Regions from separate parts of the Mus musculus genome. Here region 2 is linked to region 1. The links are chromatin contacts, called in public Hi-C maps. All regions are on one chromosome and are shown on one strand. The core of a region is the stretch at or near the end of the contact, and the rest is flanking DNA. Distances in the headings are between cores, read along the strand shown.

Region 1 (7,574 bases), core at 3,015-5,514:
CACCCCCAGATTTTTAAAACCTCTTTGCATATAGTACTCTCTCAGGAAGTCATTGTTCCTTTTAAGTAAAAAAAAAAAAAAATCTGGAGAGGGGAAGGTGAGGAGGTGGAGGGAGAGTGGGGGGTGGAGCATAGGGGGTTGGGGGGGACTGGCTGGATCCTGGGCTTATAGCCTAGCAAAATTAGCAAGTCTCCAAGGCCCAGTAAGAGACCCTGTCTCCAAAAATAAGTGAGGGGTGGCCCTGAGGAGTGGCACCAAAGCTGGTGTCCCATTTCCTAAAACATATACATGTCCCCACCTACACACAAACACATACATGTCCCCACCTACACACAAACACATACATGTCTCCACCTACACACAAACACATACATGTCCCCACCTACATACAAACACATACATGTACCCACCTACACACAAACACAGGAGTTACCCAACTTGTGTTTTCAGGCAACTATTTTTTAAAGGATTCCTTATACATTCCGATTATGTGATTAGTCCAAGTCAAGGGTTTGCATACAACTAGGATATTCAGCTATTTCTTCTTACATAGAAATATGTAAGAATTTATCCTCAGGGAATGTCTTGGGACCCAGGTGGACACATGGACCTGTAGCTCTTTCTGAGCTCTGTGGGCACAGTTTCCCTTGGCTATCCAGAAGTACCTGTAATAGAATTTAATTTGTAAGTTAAACACAATAAACAGTTAGCAGCAATAACTTGCTGTAGGTTTAGCAACCTCCACTAATATTTTTATAACCTTCCTTATTAAATGGGAAGAATTTTATCCTTTCATGAAGATGCACTTTAAGGTTTCTCTTTAGAATGCCGAAGTTATCAATATCATATTTCATGCATGCTGCAGTCATTATTAAGCAAAATCAATTACTTAAAAACAAGTCTTATGCTTCTATGGCAGTCTCCTTAGTTACCTGACAGCAGGTAAGTGAGGAGTGGGCGGGTATCCTAGTGTATACAGCTAGGATACACTGATTGAGGACTGGGAGGGTAGTGTATACAGCTAGGATACACTGGCAGAGAGAGTGGGCAGGTAATGTATACAGCTAGGATACACTGATTGTGGAGTGGGCAGGTAATGTATACAGCTAGGATACACTGATTGAGGAGTTGGAGGGTACTGTATACAAATAGGATACACTGACTAAGGAGTAGGAGGGTAGTGTATACAGCTAGGATACACTGATTAAGGAGTAGGAGGGTAGTGTATATGGCTAGGATACATTGATTGAGGAGTGGGCAGGTAGTTGCCAACTTTGTGATTGCTCATTTTTTACCATCTGAGAACCATCTGGTCAGTTCTCAACCCCTGCTATCTGCTGGGTGTGCCTTAAACTGATACCAGAACAGTTTGCTTCTGTGTTTTGTGGCTTAGTGTTCTGTTCTCAGAGATCTGCGTTTCTCACTTACTCTTCCATTTTGAAGCACATGCGTAATCTTCAAGAAGGATTTCTAAACACTCACCATCTGAATCATTATAGAAGAATTAAAAAAATACAAGCCAGTTAGTAAACTTGGCACTTGGGAGGGAGAGGCAGGAGCTCTGAGGTGAAGGACAGCTTGAAGCTAAAATCGAGAGATTCTGACTCATGAAAAAGAAGAAAGAAAGAGAAAACCAGAGGAAGGGATAAGGGAAGGACAGGAAAGAGAGAGGGGAAGGGAAGGAGGAGGGGAGAGCAGAAGAGGGAAGGAGGAGGGGACAGGGGGGAGGGAAGGAGGAGGGGAGAATGGGATGGCAGGAGAGAGAGAAGAGGGAAGGTTGAAATCATGCAAACTCATAACTCAGTCACAGCTCCACGAGCAGCTTCAACTCCCCAAACCAACACGTCCACGTGGAGGCCAAAGTCTTCCATCACACGCAAAACACAGCACCAGTTATACACCACAGGGTATACTGTGACATTCTCTTCTATCACAGAGTCAAATTTTGATTTAATTCCAATATAAAATGATAACAGTTTTATGGCACTCTCATACATAAAGGACCTTCTGATGTATTCAGTTGGCTATTTTCAACTTTTCATGGTGAGGTCTTGAGCTCAGAACTTTGGCAGGCTGACCGGAAGCAAGGCTTCACCATCCTGCTCGATGTCTTGGCATAGGCAAGGCAGCCACTGGCGATGTTTATCCAGTTTCACTTTGTGATTGTCACTGGAAATAAGTTACATGCAAGACGGATCCCTCTGCAGTCACACAAAGACTTCCTTGGTTATTTCTCAGTAATGCAAACTGAAATACTGGAAAAGGACTTTGTAACTCCTACAACTTGTTGGTGGCAACATGACATAGCCCTGTCCTCAGCACAAAAAGGTAACTGGGCAGTGTCTCCCATAGTTTTTAATCTTACTCTAATTTCATATAGTTGATATTTATTTTAATTTTATCCATGTGCTTAACTTTAATAAGCATACTCATCCAGAAAAACAGACGGATTTGGAATCTCCTTAAGTATAATGTGGCAGTGGTTACATCTTTATGCTAGTTTTGAAAATGCACGATTGTCTCAGCAATAATAAAGGTGTGGATGGGCCATGTTTTATAAGTACTCAAGTGCCTTATAACCATTTGAAGAGAGACTCTTTGGAAGCTCCACCAGTCAGCAAATGCTCAGGGTTAATAATGAGAAAGACTTGACTTTTGGGCATCTGACGACAAAGACTGTGAATCCTATTTCTTTCAGAGACGTGCACTTTCTACATTGTCAGTTCTCCAACTTTGGGCATTTGTTTCAACAGATTATTGGTGTATACTACACTGAGCCTTGAAGATGCCCTTCAGTAATTCAATGGTTGATGATAATGCAAATTTCAGAGTAACACACACACTAACAGATCTGCCAATGGGTTCAGATAATGGGGGAAATCACACTGATTTTTTTAAAATAAATATTTGTATTTGTTAGAGAATTTTATACATTTTAATCATATTAACCCTCAAATTAACCCCTCAAAGAACCACCCCATGTCCTTCCCCTTCCTTTTTGTTTTTAATTTAATAGCCATCCACTCCAACTTACACTGCCAATATACTTCTGGACGTGGGGCCAGTCAATGGAACATGGTAGGCCTAACAGGACCCACACCCTTAAAGAAAACAGCTCTCCCGTCCCAGCAGCCAGCAATGTCCGCAGATCTTCAGTTAGGAGTAGGGATCCAAGGGCCCCCTGCAGTTCTAGCATGGAACTGCAGCTAGCATCTACTGGCTTGCTCTTCTTGTGCAACAGCCACAGCTGCTGTGAGACCCTGAGTACAGCTGCCTGCTCACATCCAGAGGACGATGTTTTGCTCTGGTCCTCCCTGACCTCCAGCTATTTCAGTCTTTCTGTCTCCTCAGATGGTCCCTGAGCCTTGGTGGAGGCCCTGTGCTGGCTAAGCACCCCCACCCACCCACAGCACATCACACACACACACACACACACACACACACACACACACACACACCACATACTCAGTCATTCTCTATACTTCCGTGAATTGTGAGTCTCTGCAGTAATCACCACCATCTGCTACACAAACAGGTTTCCCTGATGGGGCCAGAGAGCTACCCTGTATAGTATAGGGATATGAATGTAGAGAGCAGTTTGATACCATGTCCACTTAGCAAAATGACAGTAGTACGCTCACCTCTGGGTCTGTCATTGATTTTTTTTTCTCAATTCAAATTTCACATATGAAAATATGACAAGCAGTAATTTCAATCTCAGCAATGTTACTCATGGAATAGATGAACATTCCAGTAGCAAGCATCAGTCTTGTCTGCGTTTCTACCCCTTCATTAAGCCATCTTCTGACAAACTGTGGCACGCGTATGATCTGTGTGATTAGATGTTATCCTGATGCATGTCTCACTTTGTTTACTTTGTTATAAATACAATAATATAGAGGGATGTGCTGGCAGAGTCATACCGGCGGGCTTATCTCTTTCGGACCCTGCACAATCCAGAAGACAGACCGTGTGACCAGACTCCAGTTTTCAGTTGGAGGGCGATGTACTCACGTATAATAGCAAATGCATGGTTATGTGTGTGCATGCACGTACGTACTTACATATATACACATACATGAGCATCACATGCATGCGTATTTTCACTTAGGTAAAGTAACTTGCTCAGGTTCTAGCGTAGAGTAAATAAACCATTCTTTGTTATTTCCATTGCAGAAGCTTTTACAGAACTCTGCCATCTCATTTCCACCTGAGGGGGGAAAAAGAAGCTGACTTTTAATCATTAACTCACTGAGAGCCAGGCCGGCAATATTTGTCTGTCACATGGCATACCATGTCCTAGTAACTTGACACACACTGTCTTGCTGTTCCTTGTCACTATGTGGATAAAGCACAGAATGGTCGCATTTTCCTTGAGGCCACACAGCTAGGAATTCATAGCATTTATGTTTAAACCTTGGTAGCCTTCCAATGTCCTGTGCCGTGGCTACAATTCAAAGTGGCACTTTCCCACGGGCTTCCCAATGTGTTTGGAAGGGTGGCTTGCTTAATAACAGTCTTAATACCTGATGAGCAAACTCGTTGTTTATTTGTTTTTTAAAGAGCAAATTTGATCATCCATCCTGGCAACGAAGCAGCCTTCTCTTTTCTTGCTATGTCTGATTTTCACGCTGACTTTTGAAAAGTGGACTTGAGGCTTGGTGAAACAGGAGTGTGTATCTCAGAGACATGGAGTGGAAGATTGATGCCTGGAATGAATGTTCTAGGATTGTTCGGATCAGTCAGAAGGATTAGTCATAGTTTGGTTATAAAATCAAGAGTTTTGCCTCTTCTGATAATAGTCATCAAATTTACATGAGTTTGCGTTAAAGGGTTTCATGTGCAGTGTTCCAACAGATAACCAACACACAGCTTTCCCCTCTTTCTCAACCTGAAAGATCACTTTTAACTCACCCTGAAGAAGTCTGGGCTGCAGAGCAGGGTTTGGGAGGTCTGTTAGCTCATACCTCAGTCATTCGTCTTTCAGTCTAGTCCCAAGTCTCCACAGCCAGCATCAAAAGGCCTGAAAAATCAATATTTGGGTTCTGAGCCTTCTGCATGGGGGTGGGTGGGCACTGCGACCCACCTTTTTAATTTGCCCCCTGATGTTTTTCTCTAGTTTCTTTTCCTCGCCTCTTCCTGAACTAGGAAAGGCAGGGATGTTTTATCAAGCCCCGGTGGCCACTTCCACCAGCGTGCATCCCTGCCTGTTAGTCTTTTACTGTTACACACATTCACACCTCATGTATTTTGCTCTAAAACAGAACATCTGAGTTGATTCTGCGCTTGCAAAGACCTCAGAGAGATGGAAGATGGATTTAATGTTGCTGTTTTTAGATGGGGCTGTAAATAGGATGGCAGCTGTCCTTGGATGCATAGCTCATATACGGTACACACGCTGAATAGACGCAGATGAAAGATTGCACCCAATTAATCCTCACAAAAACCCTACATCTCAGCCATCAAAAACCTTAACCATAGTGTATGTATTTATTCTATACCCCCACAGATGTAATCTCACACTTTGAAGGGGACTCGTAAAGAGAGTGGAGATGTCTACCATCCCCAGGAGGGTTCAAGTGACCTTTTAAATCCTGCAGACAATTCAAATCTATGTACATGAATGATCTATCAATATTGGTTAGGCACACTTCTTTACGATGCAGGGTCAAGAGGTTGCTCTTTATAGGAACTGTTCCTTTGCTGGAACAGGCTGAAGCAGAAAGTTCCTGTGAAAGTCAGAACGTGGCAGTCACAGCACAAGAGCCCCCCAGAAGGTTCCCATTGAGTAGCAGTTGAGGATTTCTGTGACAACCGTCTCAAGTACATTGCTAACAGGATAGGCATGGTAGGTAACCAACTGTCCAGGAGCTTTCCCCAGATACTGCTGGCTGGGGAGATAACGTAGTCAGTAGTAGCCTGTGTGTCCTGCAAGCATGAGGTCAGCTCCCTAGCACTCACTCATAACCCCACAGCAGCTGGTTATAAATATGCATGCCTGCAATCCCAGCTGTGGAGGCAGAGGCAGGAGAACACTTGGGAACTTGCTGATCTTGCCAAACTGGTGAAATCTGAGTTCAGTGTGAGAGGCTTTGCCCCAAGAAATCAAGTGGGACGTTGACTAAGGAAGGCATTCAACAGTGACTTCTGGCCTCTGCCTGCTCACACACACACATGTATCCGCACATACCTGCAGGCCTCTCTCTCTGCGTGAAGAAGTGGTGGCTTATAAATATTTGAATGTGAAAATTCAATGTATAAAATTAAATCATGCATTTAATCATTGTGTACATAGGTGGTTTTAAAGTTCAGGCAGTAACAGAGGACGACAAATCAACTGCCCTGGAGGACACTGGGTCCTGCGGGAAGGCTTCCTGAAAGTGCTAATGACTTCCAGGGAAGCTGAGTAAGCGTTTCATTTCATAAGCGCTGAGGGGAATGGATCATGACCATGGGGGAGATAAGAACATCGATGGAAGAGGGACTTCACAGCCAGAGATAACATGGCGTGAGGCACTGTGGGATGGGGACACATGGAATAGGCTAGGGTTACCATTCTCCTACATATTTTCTATGTGTGAAGGAAGGCTGTTTGGAGCCTCCAGTAAGGGGGAGGCTGGGAAAAGCAAGTAAATTATGGAGAGAATTTCACTTTTACGCCTCTAACCGCAGTTTGCTTTGTTTCTGGGACATCCCCGGCGTTAAATCCTGACTCTGGTCCTTTGCTATCTTGTGATCTTAAGCAATCTTCTAAACCTTTCAGACTATCTTCTTCAGACACCGTGAGTTCTGATGTTTACCATGAGGCAGTGCATGGGCCAGACATGGTGACACACTACTCTAAGCCTAACCCTGGATGAACAGAGAACCCTGCTGTGCCAGGCTAGCTGGGTCAACATGGTGAGATTCAGAGAAATGTGGCCACATGGTGAGACCGAGTTTCAGAAAACAAGTGAATCGCTGTAAGAGATCCCTGAGTGGCACACGGCTACACGATATGTGGCACACAGCCATCCACGTGTGTGGCACACAGTTACCTGATGTGTGGCACACGGCTGCCCTGTGTGTGGCTCATGGCCAGCCACCCAGTGTATAATTGAGAGATAGTCATTTACTCATCTTCATCTGTGTCTTCTTGGCCACTGTTTGATAGCGTCACCTTAGTGTCTGCCTTAGTCTGCATGAAGCTGAAACCTAGAGGGCTGCCCGGGAGACTCAGGAGCTCTGGGCCAGGGTTTGGAGACCTGGGTTTTAGTTCCCATTGCATGGTGACTTCAAGTGTTCACTGTCAATTCAGCCCTCTCTCAAAGGGAAGACTGGGGGATGAAAGTCCGTGTGACTCACAGCCTTGTCATTCAGCCCCATGTCTCATGGGCAGCCCAGTGACCTGAAAGTGCTAACTTAGATAGCTGAGTTCCAGTAAAGGCTGACTAAACCAGATATTTTCTGTTCTGGTGAAATGTGATTTGTAACACCTAAACTCATTTTAAAGAGCTGTGCTTGCCCCATGTTTGCAGAAAATGGCAAAACTCAGAGCAAGTAATGCATTGGAATTCATGAAATATGCTAGGCCT
Region 2 (7,877 bases), core at 5,240-7,739, 120 kb before region 1:
TAGGAAAATGTCACCTCTGGCCCTCTGGTGAGTTTCACCATGAGATATCTGGTGAGTTTCACCATGATTACAACTTAATGGTTGTAAAAGTTGTTGTTTTTTTTGTTTTTGTTTTTGTTTTTTTTTTAAAGTCAAATCTGAGTTTGCCTATTGGAATTCAAATTTGTATTTACATCAATGTATCATTTCTCTCAGGGCTACAAATATCAATAGATCTTGGGGTTTGTCTATAAGAATAGTTATAGAGGCTGCCTGCTAGCTTTCAGTGAGGTAGAGTGATTGACAGTAAGACCCAGATGGAAAGATCTGAGAGCACATAGGAGCCTGGGGAAGCAATTCTAAGTCAACTATTGATTGAGTCGAGCATTGCACCCACCATATAAACTCATGTTAAAATAAGATGTTGGCGTAGGCAGGGCAGTGGTGGCACATGCCTATAATCCCAGCACTCAGGAGGCAGAGGCAGGCAGATTTCTGAGTTCGAGGCCAGCCTGGTCTACAGAGTGAGTTTCAGGACAGCCAGCGCTACACAGAGAAACCCTGTCTCAAAAGAAAAAAAGAAAGGATGTGTCAACCTCGGGCCTCCGTGATAAAACCATTCCCGTCCTAGTGACAGACAACACTCACACCTCATCTTTCGGTGCTGTGCTTCTCAATCATCTGCTCTTCCTGTGTTCCCAGACTTGGTTTAAAAAGACGCATCTCTTGCTCTCCCTGCCCCTTGCCTCTACTCCTCCAAAGCACATCTTTTCTTGTGTTGTCCTGATTTAATTCCATCCTTCAGTAACGTTAGGTTAGGTAACAGACCTGCTGCCAAAACAACATTAGATATTAACTTTAGAACTGTTTTGGTTTCTTTGAGTGACTTATGGCTTCTAACCACGCTCACAGTTTTCTGGATAGCCACTTGGCCACAGCCGATGAATAGTGTTACTGGTAAAATTTCACAACTTTGGGGCCAACCTACGATCAGTTTATCAGCTTTCAGATATTTTCAGATATTTTATTTTCTTAGACTTTCTGCAGCATGTGTATCCCTTTACTGTCTGTGTGTGAAATGACGGATTCCCCTGAAACATGCCATTGCTAAGGGGCCAAGTTCAGCAAAAGAAGGGCGCGGATGTTGCTCTAGCAAAATAGGAGTCTATTCCATGCAGGCGGAATTGCATCTGTCAAGGATCTCAGAGGTGAGATACAGCCAGGGGTTGGTGAAACAACAGGCAGGTTGGTGCTGGTGGAGCCTTAGCAACGTAATGGGACTGGCTGAAATGAGATGGTGGCAGATCAAGGCAATCTCTCCACAAGCCATATCCAATAACTTCCTGTAGGGAGTGGGGTGAGAGGAATCTGCTGTTGTGAAGTAACATGGTTGCTATTGTTCACCAGTGCTCCAGTGACAGAATGACCACCATGCTCACCTGTCAGGTGAAGTGATGGATATCCTTGGATATTTGGTGCCACATGGAAACCAAGGGCTTTGTGTTTGCCGCATGCCTGCATGCTTGCACGCATTGGTCCTTCGGTTACATTACATCCAGGGCAGTGCAGATGGGAAAGTCCAGTTTTCTAATATTTAATGACATATATTAGGATCCCCAGGAGACAGTCTGTGATCTGTAGGTTTGTCACAGCTGGATTTTGAGGGGAGAGCTCTTGGGGATGCTACCTGAGAGGGGTCAGAGGTGCAGGGTGAGCAGATGGGGGAACTGAATGGAACGGTCACCCTGGAAGTTAGATTTAAAAACAACAAACCTGGAAACCAAACAATCTGCCTTTCCCTCCCCAGAGCCTCACTCCCTCTCTTCTCTTCTCCCTCCTGCTGACCATCCCCTCTTCCTCCTTTTCCTCTCTCCTCCCCTATCTCTGTGTTGGGAATGAATCCCAGGGCTTTGCACAGATCAGGCTACAGCTCTGCCACTAGGCTACGTGCCAGCTCTTGTTCTTTTTGTCCAGGGTTTCACTACGTAGCCCAGGCTAGCCACAAACTCACATGCCTCCTGATTGCTGGATTGCAGATGTGTGTCACTGCACCAGTAATAAAGCAGACATCTGCAGGGGTGGGGTGCTGTTTTCGATTTCTGGACCTGGAAAGAGTTTATGATCTGAAGCAATGAAGTTGGAGGTAAGGTGGCTGGTTGCCTCTTCTCAGAAGGTGACAGTGGTGGCATCGCTATAAACTGGAAGGGGAGGCAGATTTGCTTCTGGCCTGGAAGTGCAGACCTGACTTCATGGGCTCTTAACAGCTACCCTAGTCGTTGGCCCCTCCTCCTCCCCTCTCTCAACTGGGTGTTATGTTATATAGCTCAGGCTGGCCTCAAAATCCATAGGTAGCTGAGGATGATCTTATACTTCTGACCTCATCTCTATGGTCTGAGTGCTAAGAGGCACACCTAGTATCAGTACACCTAGTATCAGCCCACCTAGTATCAGCACACCTAGTATCAGCACACCTAGTATCAGCACACCTAGTCTGTGCTGTGCTAGGGACCAAGTCTAAGGCTTTATGCATGCTATTACCAACTGAACTGCATGCTCAGCCCTTCTAGTATTTTTGCTCTCTCTTTCTCTCTCTCTCTCTCTCTCTCTCTCTCTCTCTCTCTCTCTCTCTCTCTCTCACACACACACACACACACACACACTTGGAAGGTGGAAGGAAGGAAGAAGATCAAGAAGTCAAGTCAGCCATATATTACATTAGATACTATCTCAACTTCTCTCAGGGTACACGTCTGTGTATATACACACACTGTATATGTATATGGAAAAAAGAATACATATTAAACAAAGAATGCAAATAAAAACTATAGAATTTCATTGTTTGTGAGTATACTTGTTCATAGGGATTGATTTTGTGTGTCTTCCCCAGTTGCTCTCCACATTATTAAACATGCCATGTGTTTGGGTGTTTTGCCTGCATGTCTATATACCATGTGTGTGCCTGCTGCCCACAGAGGTCAGAAGAGAGAACTGAATCTTGGGTCACCTGCAACTAGTGTTATAAGTATCTGTGATGCTGTCATGTGGGTGCTGGGAATTGAACCTGGGTCTTCTGGAAGAGCAGACAGTGCTCTTAACCACTGAGCCATCTCTCCAGCCCGCTCACCTTAGTTCTTGAGACAGGGTATCTCACTGAAGCTGGAGCTCATCTGGAGTGTCTGGCCAGGAGCTCCAGGGGTCCTCCTGCGTTCTCCTCCCAGTTCTGAGATCATAGGCATGCACTCTGCCACCAAGCCTGACTTTTATGTGGGTTCTGGGGATCCAAGCTCAGGTCCACCTTACCATCAGCCCATCTCCCCAGCCCCAGAAGTTAGCGCATTTTATGCTAGCGCTTCACGAGAGGCATTTTTCGTTTTGGTCCCACGGTGAAGATGGGATGGGAGGGGGCTGGATTTCTGGAGCATGCTTTCTATACTAAATGGGGAGACAGTGTCTTAGAGGATCGTACTCTAGCTTGATGCTATTGGGTTTAACCTACGCAACCATTTAAATGATGCTTTATGGGCGCCTGTGTTTAGAAGCAGATTAGAGGAATAAGATAAGTTTTGGGAATATAGCTACAATGTTTTAAAGTATTTGAAAACCCACGGAAGAGTATCTGTGTGTGCGTGGGCGTGTGAGCATGTGCGCACATCTGTTTATATGTATGAGTGCCGGCCAGGGTCATAATGACTTAACGTTTCCTTGTCTTTAGCAATTCCTCGTAATTGACTGAAAGGTTGGGGCCACACTGACACCATTATCCCTCCGCGTTCCTGGCTCTAATGTATGACCCACATCCTGCCTTGTGTCCTAAATGCTTTTGAATGTTCTTGTGTTGCTTGTCCCGCCCCCCCCCCCTCGGATTCATCAATTTGTAAATCAGCTAAGTGCAGTAATTAAAAGCTATCTTTGTTTGTGCCATCTCCATGATAGAGGACCTGAAAAGATAAAAGATAAAAACCTTTCATAAATATAATAAGTCCCTCCTGTCTTTTTGGAATTTTAAGTGTTTGTAAGTTGTTGGGTTTTTTTTTCTTTTTCTTTCTTTCTTTCTTTCTTTCTTTTTTTTTTTTTCTTTTTTTTTTTTCCTGGTAAAACTCAGCGTGGTTTATAAGAATTATCACAGAGTCATCTTGTGCCTGGACTCTAGATAGCTTGGTTTTTCTTATTAACGTCTCTTTTATTTTCTTAATAAAAATTCATTTAAGTTATGTTCCCATTTTTACATTTAACAGTCCCTCTTCAGAAAACATTGGTTGCTTTGGATTTCTTGGAAGGAGGAGAATAAATAGAGCACGGTTACTGCTTTTCATTACAGGGGAGAATGAGATGGCAAGTGGCGGATACTTAATGTCTTAATAAGGATACGGCGATCATGGCTGGGTCCCTAGGGAAACCTAACTGTGTAATATTAAATATAGTCCCTAAGTTAAAAGGCAGAAACCTTGTTATGTTGCACAATGTTATTTTAAATAAATAATAATTAAGATTTTAAAAACTATTACACACATGATTTTTTTCCATTTTTTGGCTTAAGAACCCATACAGTCTCACAAAAAAGATGGATATGGGCAACTATTTGGAATTAATGATAATCAATTTAACATAAGTAATGTTGTATTTGAACCATCGTAACTCTCCCACTGAGCTACATGCCAGCCCAACCTACGATTCATCTCAACTATTGGTTACTCATTCAAATCAGTTTTACTGGGAGTCAATTCTTTCATATATATATATATATATAGCATTTCTGTCATTATAAATTTGGTAATGAAAAGTTTGGAGCTGAGACAAAAGGATGGACCATCTAGAGACTGCCATATCCAGAAATCCATCCCATAATTAGCCTCCAAACGCTGACACCATTGCATACACTAGCAAGATTTTGCTGAAAGGACCCTGATATAGCTGTCTCTTGTGAGACTAGGCCGGGGCCTAGCAAACACATAAGTAGATGCTCACAGTCAGTTATTGGATGGAGCACAGGGCCCCCAATGGAGGAGCTAGAGAAAGTATCCAAGGAGCTAAAGAGATCTGCAACCCTGTAGGTGCAACATTATGAACTAACCAGTACCCCGGAGCTCTTGACTCTAGCTGCATATGTATCAAAAGATGGCCTAGTCGGCCATCACTGGAAAGAGAGGCCCATTGGACATGCAAACTTTATATGCCCCAGTACAGGGGAACACCAGGGCCAAGAAGTGGGAATGGGTGGGTAGGGAAGTGGGGGGGGGAATGTATGGGGGACTTTTGGGATAGCATTGGAAATGTAATTGAGGAAAATACATAATAATAAAAAATATTTTAAAAAAAGAGCGGAGCACTTCACAGTCACTCATTATAAATTGGTGAAAAAAAAACTTTCATTAAAAAAAAATTGGTAATGAAGTTACAACAGTGAGAAAAGAAGGCTTGGGTACTCCATCAGGAAGCTTATAATCCAGTGAGAAAAATGAAGTTCTCACAGCTCCTGACGGTGGCACATACAGAGTGCTTTCCTTTCTGGTATAATGAACTGGTGGAGACACTTGTCGCTTAGAAACCATAGAAGTGCAAAGTGTGTGGCATGTGAGTGTGGGCATGTGACGCTTCAACTGATATCTGTCATTGTTTATCAGTGGATTGATATCAAGCTTCCCAGTGTCAGGTACGGCTCTCTTGGACCAGGATGTATACACACACACACACACGTTCATTTTTGTTCCCAAGTTATTATAAATGGCAGAAAAGCTTAAAGGCATTTGATAAGAGATTTAAAATTCACAAATTGCTAGTTTTAAAGAAACATCATCCAAATTTCTGAAGTTATATGATGCCATTGAGGTTTTTGAAGTTTCTTAAAAACATGTTCTATCCTGTCCAAAGAAATCAGTTTGGTCCCAGGAAACGTTCATTCTGATCTGATAGTTCATGACGCATTTCCATGTTTAATTAAGGCATGGAATCAGTCACAATCAATGCTCTAAATGGACTTGGGGGTTACCGACAGCTCAGTGGTGAGAACCGCAGCTGGAAGAGGCCGGCATGGGTTGTTCCAAGTGGTGGATCACCTTCCAGGGAGGACAGAGGGCAGCAAGGGCTTTGGGGGTTTGTGGCTGGCCGCATGCATCTTCAAAGCTACATGTGGGATGCACACAACCTGTTGGGAGGAGATACAAGGTAGTTGTACATACTTAGGAAATTCCAGAACTTTTTCCCAAGAAAAAGAGTTTGGGGCTGTCGTAAGGAGTAGAAAATTCAAGCTACCTACGTAAGACCACATGGAAGGTGAGGGCAGAGAATCCCTGACAGGCGGCTCTGAAGCAGGTTGAAGCTTGGAATATCGGCCACGGAGTTGGCTCCGAGGGTGGAGCTGCAAGATCAGAGAGCAGAGCCCTGGAAGTTGCCCTCTGACCCCCATGCTTTCGCTGTGGCAAGCATGTCTCCTCACCGGAAACAGTGCCCTGAAAAGCTTGGGCTGTGTAGAAACTAACAGGTCACTGTGACTGCAGAAAAGAAAGGCAGTGTTTGTGTGGGAGGAGATTGGTAGGCAGGGGCTGTCTCATGTAGGACCTTGTGGAGTTGGTTTTTTTGTTTGTTTGTTTTGTTTTGTTTTGTTTTTATTTGTTTCTCCCAGTAATAGAAGCAAGGACAAGGAAGTAACAGAGAAAAGGTTGTGATTTTAAAACATCCTCTGGGTCTGGGGGTAGCGCTCAGCCTGTAACACGCTGGCTGTGTAAGCCTGGAGGGCCTGGGGTCCACTTCCAACATGCATGTGAAACTCTGGGTGTGTCCTGCACGGACATACAGCCATGTATGTTTAAGCAGCACTGATTAAACTCAGGATTGTTAGTGACTACAGCTGAAGTTGGGAGGGGGACAGAGTTGGGGACACTAGGATGAACTGGGTGGAAGCAGTGGAGGATGGAAAGGGTCAGAATATGAGTACTTCAGAGAGTAAAATGCAAAATATTATTTTTTAATAAAAGCAGGGTGTGGTGGCACACTTATAATTCCAGTTCTAGTTCTCTCTCTCTCTCTTTCTCTCTCTGTCTCTTTCTCTGTTTCTCTCTGTCTCTGTCTCTCTTTCCTTCTCTCTCTCTTTGTGTGTGTGTATGTGTAAGACTCTGTCTCAAATAATACATGGGTGACTCCTGAGGTCCTGAGGAAGGATACCAAAGACTGTCCTCACACATTCTACATATAAACCCCTCCCGGCACAAACACATAGACGTATCTCACACACACACACACACACACACACACACACACACACACACGTACACACACATACACACACACACATACACACACACACATACACACACACATACACACACACACATACACACACACATACGCACACATGCACACACACACACATACACACACACATACACACACACATACACACATACACACATACACACACATACACACACATACACACACACATACACACACATACACACACACATACACACACACATACACACATATACACACACACAGAGAGAGAGAGAGAGAGAGAGAGAGAGAGAGACAGACACAGAGAGGGGGCAGGGAGGGAGGAGAGATCATTGAAGCTGTTGTCTGTAGAAGGGGACAGAGGCCTTTCAGTCACAGTCACGTGGTAGTCAGTGAGAAGTCATCACCTCCACCCCTCTCTGGAGTTTAGCAGATCTTGGAGCAAAGGAAGAATCAACAGTTTCAAAGTCTGGTCCCTGTCACCCGGAAGACCCAAGTGCGGCAAACCGGCCTTCTGTTTCTTTCTTTTGCTTGACTTGTATGGGAACCACGCTCTCAAAACAACAGGAAAAATGAACCGTCCTCTTAAGTTTGTACCGTGCAATCGACTTTCCCGAGTAAGGACAAGAAAAGCGTTTATCACGTCGAACCTAAAAATTAACCATGAA

The links. Hi-C and Micro-C count contacts between places; a contact is called where the count stands out from the background.
Region 2: a contact with region 1 is called in a Hi-C map of liver, with 3 times the contacts expected there. The contact joins the promoter of Sox5os4 here to the enhancer-like site in region 1. A contact is called at or near these places in 14 of 484 Hi-C or Micro-C datasets (B cells, CD4 T cells, the HL-1 cell line and 5 more) and 2 of 115 datasets of contacts at active chromatin or transcription factors (double positive thymocytes and liver).

The regions. Positions count from the first base shown.
Region 1 is chr6:144,640,526-144,648,099 of GRCm38.p6, reverse strand. It overlaps a transcript of Sox5 not described here. Among named protein-coding and RNA genes, the nearest start is that of Sox5os3, 29 kb to the left of the region's middle. Within about 2 kb of position 4,264, at least 15 of the 459 cell types and tissues checked have an H3K27ac peak or open chromatin away from gene starts, as enhancers often do. A contact at or near this core is called in liver, where this site is marked.
Region 2 is chr6:144,757,913-144,765,789 of GRCm38.p6, reverse strand. It overlaps Sox5os4 (a long non-coding RNA gene), which reads right to left and starts at 6,489. Exons shown (of 2, transcript XR_378133.3): 1 at 6,229-6,489; 2 at 5,719-6,121. It also overlaps a transcript of Sox5 not described here.